Linked DNA regions of Pan troglodytes: region 1 is linked to region 2. A link is a contact called in public HiChIP or PLAC-seq data. All regions are on one chromosome and are shown on one strand. The core of a region is the stretch at or near the end of the contact, and the rest is flanking DNA. Distances in the headings are between cores, read along the strand shown.

What was found. HiChIP or PLAC-seq counts read pairs in DNA pulled down with a chosen protein or histone mark.
Region 1: an H3K4me3 HiChIP or PLAC-seq map of stem cell-derived excitatory neurons shows a contact between it and region 2, with 2.6 times the contacts expected there. The contact joins the promoter of PDIK1L here to the promoter of UBXN11 in region 2. A contact is called at or near these places in 1 of 7 Hi-C or Micro-C datasets (stem cell-derived neural progenitor cells) and 1 of 1 datasets of contacts at active chromatin or transcription factors (stem cell-derived excitatory neurons).

The regions. Positions count from the first base shown.
Region 1 is chr1:204,857,315-204,860,590 of NHGRI_mPanTro3-v2.0_pri, reverse strand. It overlaps PDIK1L (PDLIM1 interacting kinase 1 like), which reads left to right and starts at 1,727. Exons shown (of 3, transcript XM_001137143.7): 1 at 1,727-1,985.
Region 2 is chr1:204,662,188-204,665,514 of NHGRI_mPanTro3-v2.0_pri, reverse strand. It overlaps UBXN11 (UBX domain protein 11), which reads right to left and starts at 1,836. Exons shown (of 14, transcript XM_063784349.1): 1 at 1,687-1,836.

The DNA of each region.
Region 1 (3,276 bases), core at 478-2,977, 200 kb before region 2:
GCTGCATAGTACTTTATCCTGTGTATGTACTATAATTTATTCAACCAGTTCTTTATCATTAGACATGTGAGCAGTTTCCAATCTTTTGCTATTCATTAATGCCATAATGAACAGCCCTGTACATACAGGTTTGTTGTTTTGTGTGTGTGTGTTTGCCAGTATATTACTAGGATAGATTCCTCGAAATCTAGTACTTGATCTAGGGTTACTGGATCAAATAATATTGCTATATATTGCCAAATTTCCTTGTTAACTGTTATATCACTTTGTCTTCCCACCAGCTATGTATGAGAATGCTAGCCTTAGGTGTATTTTGATACCATATCAGATTGAGGAGGCTGCAGAGATGAATCACAGACAAGGTTCCTGCCCCTAGGAATTCTCAGTCCTCCAGGAGGCCTACAGGCTAAAAAAAACGACGTAACATAATAAGCAGGAGGCAGATTTACCTTGAAACTAATGAATCTTAAGCTTCAGAGTCCTTTACTTATAGGGACCCTTTCCAGTGTTCCAGATATGTGTTCACAGGGCCATTTTATAACATTTTTCCTCAGGAGGACACCCCAAATTATTTAAGTTTCAGGTCCCACAAGATCTAAACCCCCCTCACAGACTTAACAGTGAGCCTAAACTGGGGGCGAGAGTGGATTTCAAATCTCATCTGCAGCTGACTTAAGAGCAAGGGTTCCTATGATATTTAATGACTGAGACAAAATGAAAACGCTACTTTGATCGAGAGAGAGGTCCCTCCCCTGATTCGGATCAATAACCCACACAGGTAGTTAGCTGTCTACGCAGAGCCTTCTATATTTTCCCTCTACTTTTGAGGGCGGGAAATAAGTCTTGGCTGACACCAGTGTTTCCAGCAAACAGCTGAAGACTTGACACTTGGATGGCACTCAGGACAAAAATCTGAACAGATTACAGAACGGTTGTTGTTTTTTTTTTTTTAAGGGGAGGGTGTGTTACACCAGGAATGGGTATTCAAGGTAGACACATCTCAAAACAGACACTTCAGTGAGAAGAGGCAGAGGTGTTTCCTCACCTGTAAAAACAGGATAATAAAACCTACTCTTGTGGGGTTTGGTTAGGATTAAGCAAGATCATTTATATAAAGACCTAACCCAGTGCCAGACTCTCGGGAGAAGGGGCATAAAGGACAGAAAATAAAATGGGTTGATCTTTGAGCACAGCGACAGGGATTCTTTGTACATCGTGCCTTATAGAGCGAGCGCTGGGAGGAGGAATCATCACCCTGCTGAGAAGTAATGGGTGCAGAATAAATCGAGTAAGAAGGAATGGACTTTTCTGGCGGATGCTTACTGATCTAACAACTGGATGACTGACGAATGCGGTCCTAAGTGACCCCGGGCTGGCTGTGGGGCCAACAGCGTGCGGGATCTGACTAACAGCGTGTGGCAGCCGAGTGACTGCAGCAGCGGCGGGGACCCCATTGACTGTCCAGCCCCGAGAGCGGCAGGAGCGCGGTGGATCCTGGCTCGGACCAAGGCCTCTCCCCTGCGCCGACTGCAGACCAACCCTCCACCAGGAGCCTCGGTGGGGGGGGCGCTGCGGGCGCCGCAGCCAGGTGCAGGCGCCGCCGCGCCCTCACTCCCCACGCCGAGGAGGTGGCCCTGGCTCCCTGCGGCCGCGGCCGGGGAACAATGAGGCGCCGGCCTCTTTAAGGGAGATACCACCGCGCCGACGGGGCAGGGGACGGCATCCTCCCAGATGATCGCACCCAGCCCCGCGCCGCCGCCGCCGCCGCCGTCTCGGCAACTGCACCGCCCGCAAACATGGCTCAGTGACTCGGACAAAAGCTGCAGTCTCCCTCCCGGCGGGGCGGACGCCAGGCCTCCTTGGTCGGGCCGCACCTCCCCGCGGGCCCGCCAAAGAGCACCGCGCCCCGCAGGCACCCGAGACCCGCGCAGAAGATGCACCGGGCGTTCCACCCCAGCGAGCCCCGCACCCCAGCCCGCAGCTCGGTAGGTCGGAAGGGGGCGGGTAGGGGGAGGGGAGGCCGCCGCCGGGCGCGCGCAGCCCCAGGCCCGGACCTGCCGCTGCAGACCGTCCCCGGGGCCGCGGGCCCTGAGCGCCCGCTGCGGCTGGAGGGTGGCCGAGCCCCGGCGTGGCGTGGCCTCGCGGTTCCCGAGCCCGGCCACCCCTGCGGGGAGCAGCACCAGTGGTGCGCTCCGGAGCGCGCACACCTCCGACGACTCCCGGCTCCGCAAATCCTCGAGAGAGGGAGGAGGCGAGCGGAGCGCCGGCCGCGCGCCTCGTCGGTGGCGCGGAACGTCCCGGCTCGCGCTACGGAAAGCCGGAGGGGGGCGGGGCCGTCGGCGTAAGGGGGTGTGTCCGCGCGCACCACGGGGGCGCGCGCCGGCTGCTGACTGGAGGCGGCGGCAGCGGAGGCGCGAGCTGCCCGATAATGGCGGCCTGCAGAGCCCATGAGAGGGAGAAGCGGCAGCGTCTACCCTGAGGTAAATCTGGCCCTTCGGCGTGGCGGAGAGGTCTTGCTGCAGAGCCGACGGCCCTGCATGTGCCTCCCTCCCTGGGAGGCTTGTCACAGACCTGTCAGCGGAGTCATCCTGGGGAAGGCCCTGCGCTCCTCAGGCCACCGACCCCAGTCGCGGCCTCCTCTCATACCGGGGCCACCTCCCCCCGGCCCTCAGCCCCCAGCCCCGAGGAGTTGAGGCAACTGCAGGGCTGGCTCCTCAGAGCGAAGGGGCTCGGGAGGCTCCCCTCCGGGCTTCATCTGAGCACGGCCGAGGAGGGGGAGGGCCTGACACTTGGCCAATGAGCGCGGCCTGAGCCGCCGCGTCGGGCAACACCTCTGGCCGCGACTGGCCCTTCCCGGGCGCCGGCAGGTGTCTGGCCTGGCCGGCTCGCGTCCCAGCGCCTGGTTAGAGCAGCGGGAGCGAGGGCCCGCCACTTTCGGTCGAAAGTCACTTAGGTTCGCACCGGATGCATCATTGGATCCGGGATCCCACGGGTTTCATAAACACCCCTCTCCTCCCTATTCAGGAAGGTGCTCTTCCCCATGGGGACTGTACCAGGCTGGAGAGGACATGGCACTGCTTCAGAGACACGAACCACCTTGAGTGGATGTGATTGGCGATCCCCGTAGAGCAGGAAAGCTCGTCTGCTGTGCAGCCGGCGCAGAGGATTCTGTGGCAGGAAATTAGACACTAGGAAATTCAGTAGCGATTTGAAGGGTGGGTGTCCAGTTAGAGGAAGTGGGACTGAACACAATCTCAGAAGTCATTTCTTTTTATT
Region 2 (3,327 bases), core at 587-3,086:
ATCCCCCCACTCCCAGAACGGTCTCCCCACTCCTACCTGCACCCTTCCCTTGGCCAGCTAACTCTTTTTTTTCCCCTTCAGTTTGTTTTTCACTTATATTTTAGCTTTTTATTTGAAAATTATTATAGATTCACAGGAAATTAGGAAAATAGTACAGAAAGATCCTTTGTATCCTTCACCCAGCTCCCCTCAATACTTTTTTTGTTTTGTTTTTTGAGATGGAGTCTCGCTCTGTCGCCCAGGCTGGAGTGCAATGGCGCAATCTTGGCTCACTGCAACCTCCGCCTCCCAGGTTCAAGCAATTCTCCTGCCTCAGCCTCCCAAAGTGCTAGGATTACCGGCGTGAGCCACCCCACCTGGCCCATCTCTATAATTTTCTTACTTCAAAAAAGTTACACAAATGGAATTATACAGTATGCAACCTTTTTCATAAAACAGCTTTGAGATATAATTCACATATTTCACCTTCTTACAGTGTAAATTTCTTTTTAGTATATTCACAGAGCTGTACTACCATCACAATTTTAGAACATTTTCGTCAGCCTAAACAAACCCTGTACCCTTTGGCAGTCACCCCCAACTTACCCTCCAGCCCCCACCCCTTTTCCAAGGCAGCCTTAGGCAACCACAAATCTACTTTCTGTTCTATAGACTTGCCCACACTGCACATTTCATATAAATGGAATATATACTAAAATATACTAAAAATTGAAATTTACACTTTAAAGGAGTGAAGTATGTAATACGTGAATTATATCTCAATAAAGCTGTCATAGGGAAAAAAAAACAAAACTCCTAAACCAAATCCAACATTTTCGTCAAACTCACTTCCTCCCACTTCCCCCTTCTTAATGGGACCCCATCACCCAACCACATTTTTTCTCTTCCTTCCCTCTTACGCCATCTTGCCTCTTACATCAAACCCTGCAGGCTAAACTCTCTCATATATAGCTGCCCCTTTCCATGGCCACCGTCGGCCGTCCTAGTGGGACTCTCACTGCCCATTCTGGGGGCTGTCACATGGCCCCCAACTGACTTCCCTACTTCCAGTGTCACTCCAGTCCAGTCCGACACATTGTCTCCAGGTTAATCTTCTCCCAGATTACAAGGGCCCCTGAGGGCAAAGGCTGCATTTCCCTGTCCGTTTGGGGGGACTCCTGAGGGCAGGGGCATATCTCTTTCTCCTTCAGATTAGGGAGCCCTGAGGACAGTCGCCTAACTCCTTCACTCTGGGGCTTCCAAGGGCAGGCCTGTGACTACCCCTCAGGCCAAAAGGTCCTTAAGGCAGAGTTGTCACCCACTTCAGACCTGGCTCTGAGAGCAAATCTCTGTACCATGCCTCTACATCTTTGGAACCAAACTCAGTGCTGTGCTTGACTCACAACATTCTTCTTCACACCTCCTCGGCCTCTCCGTCATCCCCAGAGCCCAGAGCTCTGGCGGGGACACGGTCCGGCCCGCTGCCAGGACTCCCTAATGCCCCCAGGACGCGCTCAGGGAGCGACGTCTATCACGATCTAACCCAGCCCTGGAGGCCGTGTCGCCTCCTTCCGCCTCCACGCGTAGTCATGGTAAGCAGGGTCTTGAACCTCTCCTGTGGGAGCCGCGGAGCTCGCAGGCCCTCGGGGCTCGGGCTCCAGCCTGCGTGGGGACTCCAGCGGCAGAAAGGTCTTAAGCCAGACTCACCACGCAGGGCCGCTAGGCGTCCCGCAGCGCCGCCATCTTGTTGTCACGCGGTTTCCTAGGCGACCAGGACCCGTGCACTTCTCATTGGCTAGTTTGAGGGAGGCCTGAGCAACCTGCAGACAGCGAAGGTGGATACAGTCGCCTGTGCTCGGATTCTATTGGCCCACAGAGTCGGTATTCTTCGCGGGCGAATCCCAGAATGCACCGCTCTGAGAGGGCTCCAGGTCCGGGGCGCGGGGGGTGGGGGTTCGTTCCTACCTTCAGGTGCGGGAGGAAGGAGCCTGGGATTAGGTTAATGAAACTGCTGGCAGCCTCACATTCAGGACCTGAATGTGTGATCCCGACAGTGCCGCTATTTTGCTAAATTGATCTTGGGAGGAATTATCCCTCTTAGCTTATTTCCCCATATGATCAGTGTTGTAACACGAAGTACTGTAATACTTCACGGAGGCTGCTTTGAGGATGGATTGCAATGATGCAAGTACTTAATAAATGTTTCTTAAATCTGAGTTTCTGTGACAAATCCTTGACCAGACTGGCGCCCGGAAGGGAGGCCCAAATTCTAGTTGCCTTGTGTTAAGAGTTGGGTAAGACAATTTCCCCTCCCTGAGCCTCATCTGTAAAATTGTGTTGGATTAGACTCAGTCACCAAAACAGCTAAAGGCAGTTAAGACCACGAACTTTGGAATTAGGAGTCCTGGCTCCTTACTGTGTGTTCTTGGGCACTTTATACACCTTAGTTTTTATATCTGTAAAACAGTGATAATACCTACCCCCACTGGGTTGCCGTGAGGATTAAATAAGGTAATGCAAAGTACACGATTTTAAAGGGGAAAGCCGAAACAGAAACACCTGTAGAGAGCACTTTTTCAAAAACGTTTCCTGCTGTTAATCATCATCATCATCTCTCCACCCTTTCAGCTGTGATGGTCTGGGAGTTTATGATTTCTGATCTCAGGCACTCACTTCTTTGTGCCCAGGTTCAAAAGCCCTTTCTCTGCACAACCCAAGAGTGTTTTTCTGTTGCTTTTTTTTTTTTTTTTAATTTTCCGTTTGACTTTCTAGCCTACCACATTCAGGGAAGGGTAGGCTCTGCTCACTGCAACATCCGCCTCCCAGGCTCAAGCTATCCTCCCATCACAGCCACCAGTGTAGCTGGGACTACAGGTGTGCACAACAACGCCCAGCTAGTTTTTGTATTTTCTTGTAGAGACGGGGTCTTGCCATGTTGCCCAGCCTGGTCTCAAACTCCTGAGCTCAAGCCATCCGCCCATCTCTGCCTCCCAAAGTGGACAGCATTCTTTATATGCAAATTGGAAGCTAAAGAGAGCTACTACTACTGAGTGCCAAGTACCAGATGGTAACATGAAATTTACAGATGAGGGCCGGGCGTGGTGGTTCACGCCTGTAATCCCAGCATTTTGGGAGGCTGAGGCAGGCGGATCATCTGAAGTCGGGAGTTCGAGACCAGCCTGACCAACATGGAGAAACCCCGTCTCTACTAAAAATACAAAATCAGCCGGGCATGATGGCGCATGCCTGTAATCCCAGCTACTCAGGAAGGCTGAGGCAGGAGAATCGCTTGAACCTGGGAGGCGGAGGTTGCGATGAGCTGAGATCGCACCATTGCACTCCAGCCTG